Regions from separate parts of the Mus musculus genome. Here regions 1 and 2 are each linked to region 3. The links are chromatin contacts, called in public HiChIP or PLAC-seq and promoter capture Hi-C maps. All regions are on one chromosome and are shown on one strand. Each heading gives the region's core, a stretch centred on a gene start, on an enhancer-like site or on the middle of the called end of the contact. The rest is flanking DNA. Distances are from core to core; before and after follow the strand shown. Region 1 holds the start of Slc26a9 (solute carrier family 26, member 9). Region 2 has its middle 6.4 kb from the start of Gm37120. Region 3 has its middle 5.8 kb from the start of Gm51643.

Region 1 (4,352 bases), core at 706-3,205, 630 kb after region 3:
ATGAGAGTAGCAAGTGTATACCACATGGTTGGTTCTAGAATTACATCAGATAACCTGAACGCTACTATAGTAAGCCAGGCTAGGCACGGAGGGAACTGACATAGATAATAAAGCTCACACTAGACTGGTTGGTAGCCCAGTCTATCCATAGGTCATTTAAAAGAGAAGAGACACTTGCAGAGATAATACTGGTTGTCCCAGTCAACTGGACAGGACACTCTCTGGCCAAAAGAAGGACAGCCAAAACTTCCCTGATAGGCACGATGGCTCAACAAAGAGACCACTGTTTGATCTGGATGGCCACTGTCACTTGGTTAGAGTACAAGCCTCATGACTCACCTGCTTTCGAGGAATTTCTTGGCCAAAATGCAGATCAGGCCATGCTGCCCACTGCACCAGACAGTGCTGGATGTCAGCAGACAGATTCCTGGTCTTAGGTTTTGATTTGTTCAAAGACTCCCTCCCATTATCATTCACCCATCTCACAGACTCACCATGAAGCTTTAACGAGTACCAGAAAGTGAATAGGTGGTCAGAACACAAAAGTAAACCAGCCCAGATCTGCCCACTGACATCTCTCATACGGTAAACGAGTTTAGAAGACTGACTACCCAGCACATCATGCCCACTGGCTGTGCTCCATGTTATAACACCAAGGCAGGAAATACTGCAGGAGGGAAACATGCCATCTATGCAGGAGCACGGGGAAGGGCTCCAAGACAGTGTTCACTGACACGTTCTCCCCCCCACTGGAGTGGCAGGCATACTTGGGTCCCTGGCATCCTGGCTACACCTCGACACCTTTGAGTGACCTTGGGTATTTCCTTAGTCCCCACAAGCAATACATCTTCAAACTATCCACTGGGCTGGGCTTGCAGACAATTCATTCTTTCATTCATTCAACAGATATTTGTTGAGTCCCTACTATGTGCCAAAGCAACTTCATTTCACCTTCCCAGGGGCACTTCCAACAGTGCTTTGCTGGAGCACCCCTATATCAAATTTCAGAGCTTCTGTTTTATCTTAGAGAAATAGAAGGACAACTCAAGGCTGGGACAGTCTAGTTCAAGATGTCGTGGGGGACGGTGGGAAGCCGCATGGGCTCAGGGAGGAACTCTCATTTGGTAGATTCCCACACTGCTTTCCCATTGCATTGGTGGCCAAGGGACCCACAGCTCTGCTCCCAAAGGCATCTGGGAACATGGTCATTGGCTCTGGTTCCTGGAAGGGATGGTACAGAGAGTTGATGGCTTCCAGAACACCTTTCCTAAATTTGCTGTAGGTCCAGTTTCTTAAGCTTCTTTACTCTAGTGTTTCTGAGCCTCATGGCATCTCTGATATTTCTGAGCACTGCACAGGGACGGTCTTCACAATGATTTAAGGTCGGGGATGGAGCTGGAAAGCAAGTCTCCACCTCAGCTCCGAGTATTTCAAGGCCCTCAGGGCCTCCAGACACCATTCATGCCCTTTCCCAGGGTGCTCAGAGGTCCACTGTCCCTCACCTCTAGATCCCCAACCTTCAAAGCAAGAGCCACAGAGCCCAACCCCTCAGGTGGCTTCAATGGTATCCATTGTCCAAAGGGCTGTGTGGCTTGACCCCCAGCCCCATAAGTAGCAGGACAGCAGGCTCAGAGAGGAATCTGCCTGCTGCCCCTCCTCTGCCGACTGCCTTGGGGGAGTCTGTAGGGTAGTGGCCCCGCTGAATGTGACCTATTGTCTTCAGGTGGATTTAGGAAGTGCCAAGCTCCCATCAAACAGCCCTGCTCCCCAGGTAAAACAAAAAAAGGGCTGTTCATTTGGGACCTTTCCCCCCCTTATCTCCTTTTCCTATCTCCTTAGGCTTAGCTCTGGTGTAGTGTTCAAAACCACTTCCCCTCCGAGCCAATCAGAAGCCGGGGCTCACTGGCGGCCCTGAGGTGAAGTTATTTATAAACGCCTCCCTGGATTATTTGAGCAGAGCCCTTTCACACACCTCAGGAACACCTCTCTGCTGCCCGCTGCCCAGACACACCTGCAGCCCTGCCCAGCCGGCTCTGCTCACCCAGAGGTAAGCCCCACCCAGCCCAACCCACCCAAGGGCTGGGGGTTATCCAGGGAAGAGAGCAGGCCCCAGGGGTACCTTCAGAAGAGAGATGACGTGGTGGGGGCTTAGGAACCTGAGTACACATGGGAAGGACGTTCTGAACCGGATCCTATGAGCAGCCCTCCAGTCCTTGTGGAGCGCACCATAAAGACCTCAGCTGCTAGGGTGAGTTTCACTGGAAGAATACACAGAATGGACTCTATTGGAGGAGCTCAAAGACACCCAGTCAGAGTCAGGCAAACAGGGCCTTCCAGGAAAAGGAATGGAGCTTGAACCTTTCTGAGCCACCCCCTCCACTTTCTACTTCTTTTCAAGTCCTGGAAGCAGAGAGCTAGCTCTTGGTGCATCTCGAAGTGGCTGTGTCCCCGTCCTTCTGTCTCTACACCCTTTCCTTCCCTCGCTTATTTCCCCATTTCGGGGTATTCTGCATGAGCTCTGTGGACTCCTATTTGGTCCCTGTTGCTTCCATGAAGCTAAAAGAGGTAACTGGAGAGGAAGATAAGGAGCTGAAGGCAAGTGAGGGACAGGCTCTATTGAGCTTAGAGCGTTTCGTGGTGCAGCATCGGGAGGGTCTGGGCCAGTACACTGGTGAGGAGCCAGACTCACAGGCGCCCAGATCCTGAGCCTCCCAGCCCACAGTTCTAAGAGGTCCCAAGGCATCCTTGGGCAGTGTCTCTACTTCTGGAAAACAGCCCAGAGGTTCTCCAGGCTGGGCCAAGCAAATCTGTTATCATCGTGACACCAACTATTCAGTTGAGCTTAGGCCTGTTAGGTGAGAATGCCTGGATGGGTCCCTTAAAGTAGCAAAGCCTTCCCCACCCTGAAATAGGGCAGACTGGGAGAGGATTTTTCTCCCTTAGTGTTTTTACTCAAAGATGATCCTCCCCCAGAGCCCCTGCCGCCCCCAGCAGGCTCTCAGAACCAGCTCTGCTACTCCACCAGGCTTTCTGGCCCCTCCCGGGGTCTGACCTGCCCTGAGGCTCACTCTAGGAAATCCTGATGCAAAGGTCTTTCTTTATCTCTTAGTACTCAGGGGCTTCCAGCAGAGTGACATATAATCTGAATTTAGTGAGAATGTCTCAAACTATACAAAATGACCTCTAGAGGTTTGCTAAAGAAATGGAGACCAGCTGGATGTGAGCCAAATCATGGAGGGTGACGTGGTCATGATTTGGAAGATATAATCCTCCAGGGGAGGTCAGACTTCACTCAGTGCTGTCTTCGGTTTTGACCTATATTCTCGGGGATCACTGGTCTTTTCAGGAACTTCTAAGAATCTTATTCCGTGTCCTTCCAGGGACCTTGTGACCTTGTACAGGTCTCACTGTTAGACTCTGTTCAGCGTCTCACCTTACGGCCTCTACTGGAACTTAGCCCCAGGTCATCTGTTCTCAACAGGGAAAGCAGCAGGGTGGGTGGGCCTGGAGATACAGAATGGAGACTTGAGACTCCCACACAACAGGGAGTCCCCTTTAAAGGATGCAGTCCCAGAGCATCCACGGAGTCAACATTTGCCTTGAGGACATCCTCCTCCACAACAGAGGAGGGCATCAGCCTGGGGTTAGAAAGGGACTACAGATTTGCACCAGAAATTCCATGACAATTGAAAGAGAGAACATTTCAAAATGCCTTAGGGACACACAGGCTCCTACAGCCTCCTTCTGCCTGCCAGGACCTCAGTCTCCAGCCAGGATCCCAACCTTCTCTCCTGTCACCAGCTGATGTCCCCACTCTAGCCAGACAGAGGCTGCCTTTCTCGGGATAGTTACCCCTGATGAAGAAGGCAAGGAACAAGTCCTTGGAGCCCAGGGGACCTCAAGGTGACCTCTCCTCTCCCCAGAACATAGCCATCCGACAGGTAGAGTCCTGTGATAAGGAATCTGCCAACCTAGGTCTGCCCCAGTGTCTGGCAAGGTGTGTCAAGGAAAAATCCCGAGGCACCCTTCCCCCAGCCAGGGCTTAGGAAGGAAGTCACTCTGGGCTACAGTGACAGGGTCACCTCCAGACATGACAGAAATCCAGGGGCAGGCGCTCACCTTTCTGTTCCCCAATGTCCCTTCTCCTACAGAAAAGACTCAGAGTGGGAGGGCCTGTGACTGGAGCATAGGAATAAGTAGGAAAGGGGAAGGCACGGAAAGACAAGTGAGCTGCCTAGCTAGGAAGGGACTCTTCCAGACACAGTCATGATAAAAACAAATGGCCAGGATTGACTGCTTCCCTGGGCCCAGCACCCCAGTTCATTCCCTTGGGCATCACGCTGAGCTCAACC
Region 2 (4,518 bases), core at 577-3,076, 980 kb after region 3:
CCACCACGCCCGGCATTATTGCTATTATTATCATTATTATTTATTATGAGCCCAAAGCATTGCACACAATGAGCACACATTCCACCACTGAGCTGTATTCCTAGCCTAAAGGTAATTTTGCACAACTTTTTAAAAATATTATTTATTTAATGTATATGAGTACACTGTCGCTGTCTTCAGACACACAAGAAGAGGACATCAGAGCCCATCACTGTTGATTGTGAGCCACCATGTGGTTGCTAGGAATTGAATTTAGGACCTCTGGAAGAACAGTCAGTGCTTTTTTTTTTTTTTAAAGATTTATTTATTATTAAATCTAAGTACACTGTAGCTGTCTTCAGATGCACAGAAGAGGGCGTCAGGTCTCATTACGGATGGTTGTTAGCCACCATGTGGTTGCTGGGATTTGAACTCAGGACCTTCGGAAGAGCAGTCGGTGCTCTTAACCACTGAGCCATCTCTCCAGCCCTCAGTTGGTGCTCTTAACCACAGAACCATCTCTCCAGCCCATTTTTATTGCACTTGCATTTTATCTGCAACCTGGCACGTGAGGGCAGGTGTGGATACATTTACTGAGCCATCTCTCCAGCCCTCAGTTGGTGCTCTTAACCACAGAACCATCTCTCCAGCCCATTTTTATTGCACTTGCATTTTATCTGCAACCTGGCACGTGAGGGCAGGTGTGGATACATTTGTGATGTCATATCAATGCTCCCAAAGTTCCAGACTGTTAAGTATTTTGAGGATACCAATTTAGGGATGCTCAACTGGTATAGCATACTCTTGAATATAAATAAAATATGGATTTTGTTACACTAATATGCCTATAGGATCAGGGGTTTCAGCTCAGTAATAGAACACTGGCCTCTCGTGTGGGAGGTCCTGGGTTCATCACCAGCACTGCAAAACACAACAAGTAAAAATACATACTGCCTATATAGGACATATTGTTTTGATTCCATGCATGTGTTATATATGTGTGCGTATGTGTGGTATCTGTAGAGATACATACTTGTATAATCTGTGCACAGCCCACGGTCACACTCTCATGTGATCCAGGGGTCAAACCCAGGTCTTTTTTATTTTTTAAGATTTATTTATTTTATGTATGTGAGTACACTGTAGCTGTATAGATGGTTGTGAGCCTTCATGTGGTTGTTGGGAATTGAATTTTAGGACCTCTGCTCACTCTGGTCAACACCATTCACTCTGGCCCAAAAATTTATTTATTATTATAAATAGATACACTGTAGCTATAGATAATAGATACACTGTAGCTATCTTCAGACACACACAGAAGAGGGAGTCAGATCTCATTACTGGTGGTTGTGATGTCACCATGTGGCTGCTGGGATTTGAACTTGGGCCCTTTGGAAGAGCAGCCAGTGCTCTTACCTGCTGAGCCATCTCACCAACCCCAAACCCAGGTCTTTACTCTCACTATCCAGTAACTCTACCAACTGAGCTGCAACCCAAGCTTGTGTTTTGCTCCATTTTTTAAAAAATGTACATGTATTGCTTCTAACAGTCAGGTAATGGTCACGCCCCTCAGCCTGCACTGCTACACAGGGCCTCAACCACGTGCAATAGAAACCCCTGCTTGCTTCCCAGTCCTCCCTTTTATCTCCACCAGGGAGATCTTGCGATTTCTGGGCAGAGACCTTGGTGCTTGTCCTGGTTCTGCAGAAATGCACTCAGCCCTAGGGTCCGGCTCCAATGGTACCACCGTCCAACAGAGTCAGTATCTCCTTTGTGTCAGGGTAGCCACCTGTTTCCTGCTGGCCTGGATTCCTCTGCTAGTGTGAGTCATCTGTGCAAGCCAGGCCCTGGCTCACAATGTAGATAAGCATTCCCATAGCGGGCGTGACTCCAGACCCCACTGCTGCCTCTACCTTCTGGCAGACCAGCAGACAGGCGAGTGGTGGAGCTGGCCGGAAGTCCTCACACACTTCCGTGTCTCCTTTCTGTTGGTGTCTAGGGCGCAGTCTTGGTGTTCTGCCTAATGTGGTTACAGTCTGTATTCACCAATTGCTAGGGCTCTCTACCTGGTGACATTTTCTTATTGGTGGTGGTGGTGTGAATCTAAGACCTTTTTTTGTGTTGGAAGCCATCTACCCCTGGGTTATCCCAATTCTTCCTGTAAATACTGATTTTAAAAAGACAGCCTTTTTCTCTTCCCTTCCTCTCCTCCTCCTTCTCTCCAGAGTTTCTAGTAGCCTAGGCAGGCCTTGAACTCCTGATCCTCAAGTTCCACTTCCCAAATGCTAGGATTTCAGGCACTCACTATGATGCCTTGCTGCCTGGAAGGCATCTCTCTTTTCCTTCTTCTCCCTTTCCCTCTCCTCCCTTCTCTCCTTCTTCCACCCATCCCTCCTTCCCACCCTCTTTCTTCCAGAGATGGATGTCAGATCCTTTCAGGCTCCACAGTCAATGCCGCTCTTCTTCCCATGGCCAAAGCTGAGGGGAGAGGCTCTCCAAAAATGGCAGGTCCGCTGGGGAGCAGGGGTATGTGGCCTCTTGTAGTGTTAAGTGACTAAGTCATGATGCTTGACCCAGAATCTTCTGTACCTTCCCAGGAACCTTCCCAGTCCCTGCAGAGCAGCAGGAAGGAGATCTGAGTGGAGTCCCACCCAAGCGGAGCATTTCCGTGGAGGAGGGTGACTATGACTGCCTCTTAGATTTACACAGGACAGAGCAGGCAGAGAATTCCATTTCTTCCCTAGATCCTCAGATGCAAAGATCCAGGGATCCACAATCTGCATGTCTGTCTCCTTCCCATACCCCACCACTCAGCACTGGAAGCTGAGCCTAAGGAGGCAGAGGCCTGGCTTAAGAGACACTGGTGGACATACCCTCCTATCCAGCCAGTGCTGCCTCCTCCTGGCCCGTATTCACAGAGAGGTTTAGCAAGAGGAGAAAGCCCAACCTGGGAACTCTGATCCCTGGCTTTCTTTATCACCTTCACTTGCAGCCTGGGTGGTAAGGACTAACCTTGGATGTGGCAAGGACACAAACAGAGACTCCGGACTAATTTAGATTCCCCCTACACTCAAAATCTTCCGTCAATAGGCAATCGTGACTAACATTTACTGATCCCTTAATGTGTGCCAAGCCTTTTCTGTGTTGGGAAGTGAGTACGTTTATTATATTTTGCACATAGGATACTGAGGACCAGGGTGGCTCAGTTAGCTAGTTGTCCAGTAAGGATATGAACTCTATGTCCTTAACCCATGAAGCTGTCCTGCTAGGGTTATGCTGTCTACTTCGGAGTTCTGAAAACAACCTAACATCTGACCTTGTCTCTGCTCATGTCATCCTATCTGTATCCCAGGTCGTGACTCTGAGACCTGACCACTCACGAAACACCTGGCTCTCAACTCCCCATATTGAGCCTACTGGAAGCCCTCTGGTGGTATTTCTCAAAACATGAGAAGGCTCTTCTAGTTCATTCAGAGACTACTGCCTGCCCACTTTGCAGAATTCCACAATGATGCATATGGGTGGCAAACTTATCCCATTAAAGGTGGGAAGGATTGGGGCCCAGTAAGGCTCAGTCATCCAGAATTGCCGAGTGTCCAAGCAGAACTCGGATACAGAATTCTCACGTTGGCTTTCGATAACTCTGTGGTTACAGAGTTCCCTGGGACTGTGAACGTCTGGGGTCTATGGAGATGCTTAATCCTCAACAACATCCCAAAGCTATTCCATCCCTGCTTCTTCTTCTTCTCAAGCTTCCATTTATTTTGTAATTACCAGGAGAGAAATCTTTTTTTAAAAAAAGCATTACAGACCCCCCTCCCTGTGGTTCTGTCACTGGGAGCCCAAGGTGAGACCCAGGGCTGTAAATTTGTAGCATACCCTCAGACACTGTGAGGTAGGAATGTCTTGCACACTTGGTTCTGAAGAATCTGTTCCTGGGCTTTGCAGAGGCTCTGTCCCAAGTTCTCCCTCACGGCGGAGAGCCAGTCAGCACAACAGAAGTCTCCTCATGAGTGAACACCCCTTTAGTCTTGATTTTGTTGTGCAGGCATCTCTCTTGGGGGTGGGGGCTGAAATGATCAGTCTTATGTGTGTCCTGAGAATGTCTTAAGGTTTGTACTGCTGTGATGAAACACTGTGACCAAAAGCAACTCGGGAAGGAAAGGGTTTATTTCAGCTTACAACTTAAGTCACACCCCAGCACTGAGGGAAGTCAGGGCAGGAACCAAAGCAGAAACCACAAGAAAATGTATTGATTGGTTTACTCAGTTTGCTTTCTTATACATCCTAGGACAACTTGCCCAGATATGGCACCACCTCAGTGGGCTGGGCCCTTCCACGTCAATCATCAACCAAAAAAAAAAAAAAAAAAAAAAAAAGCCTCATGGCTTTCTGCAGGTCAATCTGTCATGGGGGAGGGGGAAGTTCTTCAATTGAGATTTCCTGTTCCTAGATATGTCTAGATTTGTGTCAAATTGACAACAAAACAAAAAAACTGGCACAGAGGACCAAATGTTTCTCCTGGGTCACCCTCTCTGG
Region 3 (4,263 bases), core at 997-3,496:
TTAACACCACCACCACCACCACCCCTTTTGTCCAAGAGCTGCCTGATTTTACTTTGTGCACGTCACCCTGTTTTCAGATAAGGAAAATATCTGACCCCGGGGAACTGGCAGTTTCTCCCACTCTTAAGGGCTCCAGAAATAGAGTCCTCACCTCACTTGGCGGCAATCCCAACCCTTTCTTGCTGTGGGATGTTTCCTGTCCACAGACCCCTAAGACGGGAGCTAGACAAGCAGGTGCCTCCACAGGGACCACACATTCGAGCCTGAGGAGGAAGTAGCCTGCTTTCCCGAGGCCTGGAGCCTCTTCTCTGCCCCTGCCCCAGCCGCAGACCCCCTACCAACCCTCCTCACCCACCAGCTCTCCCCAGTGCCTGGCCAGCACCTAGGAGCAACAGCCAGACTGTGGTCCCCGCAGGCTGCAGCGTGCCTTTGTCTGGGCTCACAAAAACCACATTTAGAACCGACTCCCACTTCTGATGCCCCCAGCGCATCTGTCTTTGCTTCGTTCCATCTGGCGATCTCAGAGGAATGGCTAATTAAATTGAAATGAGCTGGCCTATTTTTAGTGTTCTTCAGCTATCAGGCCTGGGGGGAATAGCCACAACGTTTGGAAAAGAACACCAGGAAGACTGAAAATCTCTGGAGCTGCATGCTGTTTCTAGGATTATCAGCTCCCAAGTCCCACCTGCCTCGGCAGGGTCCATCCGGTTCTCCTGTTGTCCTGTTTGAGGATGGGGCCAAAGTTGGAGGAAGGACGCTATGATTTAGATACAGCTTAGGTGTGGCACCTCCTGTGTTGCGAGTCTAGTAAGGTAACGGGCGGGCGCCGAGACCTTGAGAGAGTGCACTTGGATCACTGATGCTGTGTCTTCAGCTGCTTTCACAAACCCCTCATTTGGTCTAGTGTGAGGTCATTATGAACAGGCAAGACGAGCCTCGGCCCTAGGTGCTGTCTAATCAATACATCTCTCTGTCTCAAAGTCACAACTGTAATGGAGCTAACTCACCCAGGAGTGTCAGCCAGAAGCTCAACATACAACACTGCCCTGCTCCCTGACTTACAGCTCCCCCATTTATAAAGTTCACAGCCTCCCTCATTTTCCTATAGTACCTGAAAGTGACTAGTAAACAGGCTTCCTGGGTGCTCTTGATCCACCTCATCCTAGAACCAGAGACACATTCAGCTCAGTGAGCCTTGACAGCTTGATGCCAAGTCAGAGCTGTGATGAGCTTTAGATGACAACAGGTTTGTGCAGAGAGGAGGTGAGGAAGGGGAGGTGAGAGGTGGGGTGTGGTAGAGGTGAGGATGGGGAGGTGAGAGGTGGGGGGTGTGGTAGAGGTGAGGATGGGGAGGTGAGAGGTGGGGGGTGTGGTAGAGGTGAGGATGGGGAGGTGAGAGGTGGGGGGTGTGGTAGAGGTGAGGAAGGGGAGGTGAGAGGTGGGGGGTGTGGTAGAGGTGAGGATGGGGAGGTGAGAGGTGGGGGGTGTGGTAGAGGTGAGGATGGGGAGGTGAGAGGTGGGGGGTGTGGTAGAGGTGAGGATGGGGAGGTGAGAGGTGGGGGTGTGGTAGAGGTGAGGAGGGAGAAGAGAGAGGTGGGGTATGTGGTAGAAGTGAGGATGGGGAGGTGAGAGGTGGAGGTGTGGTAGAGGTGAGGAGGGGGGGTAAGAGGTGGGGTATGTGGTAGAAGTGAGGATGGGGAGGTGAGAGGTGGATCCCATCCCAGGTCCTGGATGGTACTTGTGCAAACATTGCTTCCTGCTAGTGAATTGGAAAAGCCATCCCTCTACTGCCACGTTAGGACCCCCTCTGGTTCCTTGTCTGCACAACCGACGTGCTCCTTACTTGGAGGTATGTTGTTTGATGCAAGCTAAACCCCTCTCCAGCTTCTCTTCCTCCTGCGTCCTCTGCTCTGGCCACTCTTTGTCACATTTTTAAAGTTTTGTTATTTGGTTTAATTGCACACATACACTGGGGAGGGGGTCTTTGTGGGTGTACAGTCACGTGAGAGATGGTGACCCTGAGGCCAGAGGCACCGGAACTTGAGTTTTAGGAGGTTGTGAGCTGTCTGACACGAGGAATTGAAGACCAGTCCTCAGCAAGAACAGTACACCCTCTTAAACCCTGAGCCTTCTCTGCAGCTCCGGAGCGTTTTTTTTTGCTTTTTGCTGTTCCTACACATTTCAAGTTGTGTGTCAGGAATTCCCTTCCTTGCATGACAAATCCTTCTCGTTAAGGGCACTACTCGGCAGTCACCTGCCTGAGGCTATTAGTCACTCCCGCCTCTGTGGTTTTCTAAAAGTTTGCTCAGACTAATATTAGACCTTATCAAACACATCCGACTTCTATGCCTACGTGGGATAAGGGCTTGCTGCGAGTGGGAGGTGTGTTCAGCCCATGGAGCTGAACTTCCCAGGCTTATGAATCCAGTGAATTCTTACTGTTGCGTGAAGATGAGAGAAAGTGAAATCGGGTTCTTTATTCTTCTGGGTCCCCACACAGCCCAAAGACGGCAGGGCCTCCTTCCTCCACCAGAGTGAAGCTTTGGCGAGTGGGCAGCCCTCTCTTACATCCTCACCCACAGCCAGGGCTCCTCAGGATTCCAACAAACTCTCTCTCTTCCTTATGTGCTTGGCCCTTGGGCGCATCAGGGTGCCTATTTTTTTTAAGATTTATCTTATTTCTATCTATGTGTGTGTGTGTATCTGTGGACACACTCAAACACTGTACACACACAGGTACATGCATTTGTGTGTCAGTGCCAGAGAAGACCAGAAGAGGGAGTCAGGCCCCTGGCATTATAAGCCAACGTGAGCCACCCAATGTGGATGCCAACACAGGTGCCAGGAGGAGAACTCTGTTCCTCTTTGAGAGCAGCAAGTCACCAGCTGTCACCCCTCCAGCCCCTTCACTATTCCTTAAGGGTTTCCTATCCTGGTCCACATTCTATAGTCTCTGAGCTGCCCCCTCTTAGGGATTAGGCCCAGTATCTACAGGGCATCTTCCACACTCTACCCAGCTCCATTCCACAGACTCCACATAACCTGCTCCATACCATCCATGGGCCCTCCCTTGCCTCTGACAAGTTTATTGATTATACCCCAGGACCTCGTGTCCCTCAGTCTGCCTATGTCCCAGACCTCCACTTAACCCTTAAATCTCCAACTCAAGAAAACAGGCATTTGTCCCTAGCCTTAGACACAATCTCCATGAAGTGTTAGAATAGTTCCTAAAATATCAAATTATTCTTTTCCTCTCCTTCAATACTTTCCTTGCCAGATACATATGCAAACATCAGGGATTTGACCGTTACATTTGTTTTGTTTGGATTTTTGATGGGAAAGTGGGGCGAAGGCCCAGTCTAACTTGAAAAATCCAACCTTCTGGTAAGGAACTGGACAATGGGCCCTGACTTTTCATGCGTGACCTCTGTGCTAGCCATGGCTCCTTTAAAAAATACACACACACACACACACACACACACACACATATATATACATATATATATATATATGTACACCTTAGCTGTCTTCAGACACACCAGAAGAGGGTGTCAGATCCCATTACAAATGGTCGTGAGCCACCATGTGGTTGCTGGGACTTGAGATCGGGACCTTCAGATGTGCAGTCAGAGCTATTACCCGCTGAGCCATCTCGCCAGCCCTAGCCATGGCTCCTTGAATCTACTGCAGCACTGCCCCCTTGCTCTCGGCCTTCCGTTCCATAAGGCTCATCACCCTGTAGAGAGCAGCTTCTCTGTCTCTCCGAGACCTCCAGCCACTATCCAGCCAACCCACCGCGTGCAGGGCAACGCACAGCATGCTGGCATTCCTGAGGTGCGTGGCTCTTGCCAGGAGGAACCCAGCAGTGGGCCTCTGTTCCCAAGGCTCCTTCCCCAGCAGCTCAGTGAACCCCGGACGAGGGCTTCAGCTTTTGAAATCATTTAACCTAGTTCCGGGTCTTCAGTACAAAGACTGAAGATAACACCTCCTGGGAGCCTCTCACGGTGAGCTGTCCTAGATTCCCTAAAGAGGTAGGCTGAAAACAGAGGCCCAGAAAGAGAAGTGTCCACCATCCTGAGGCCCAGGAGGGGCCAGAGAAGGCGAGAGTGTCCATTTGCTGAAGATAGGTTCTGACATTCTGAGCTGGGTGTTGGGAGGGCCGACAGGAATGTAACAGGGGGCAAAGCCAGGACAGAATAGTGTGTGCGTCCATGCGTGCGTGCGTATGTTGGTATTACAAAAACAACTGCCCTGGCCAAATTA

Evidence for each region. Promoter capture Hi-C pulls out the DNA fragments that hold promoters and counts their contacts. HiChIP or PLAC-seq counts read pairs in DNA pulled down with a chosen protein or histone mark.
Region 1: a promoter capture Hi-C map of the C10 cell line shows a contact between it and region 3, with 2.2 times the contacts expected there. The contact joins the promoter of Slc26a9 here to the enhancer-like site in region 3. A contact is called at or near these places in 5 of 39 promoter capture datasets (the C10 cell line, hippocampal neurons, liver and 2 more) and 1 of 115 datasets of contacts at active chromatin or transcription factors (pancreatic cancer cells).
Region 2: a FOXA1 HiChIP or PLAC-seq map of pancreatic cancer cells shows a contact between it and region 3. The contact joins two enhancer-like sites.

What each region holds. Positions count from the first base shown.
Region 1 is chr1:131,742,067-131,746,418 of GRCm38.p6, forward strand. It overlaps Slc26a9 (solute carrier family 26, member 9), which reads left to right and starts at 1,956. Exons shown (of 21, transcript NM_177243.4): 1 at 1,956-2,047.
Region 2 is chr1:132,093,930-132,098,447 of GRCm38.p6, forward strand. No RefSeq gene overlaps it. Among named protein-coding and RNA genes, the nearest start is that of Gm37120, 6.4 kb to the right of the region's middle. Within about 2 kb of position 1,827, at least 57 of the 459 cell types and tissues checked have an H3K27ac peak or open chromatin away from gene starts, as enhancers often do. A contact at or near this core is called in pancreatic cancer cells, where this site is marked.
Region 3 is chr1:131,116,440-131,120,702 of GRCm38.p6, forward strand. No RefSeq gene overlaps it. Among named protein-coding and RNA genes, the nearest start is that of Gm51643, 5.8 kb to the left of the region's middle. Within about 2 kb of position 2,247, at least 42 of the 459 cell types and tissues checked have an H3K27ac peak or open chromatin away from gene starts, as enhancers often do. A contact at or near this core is called in pancreatic cancer cells, where this site is marked.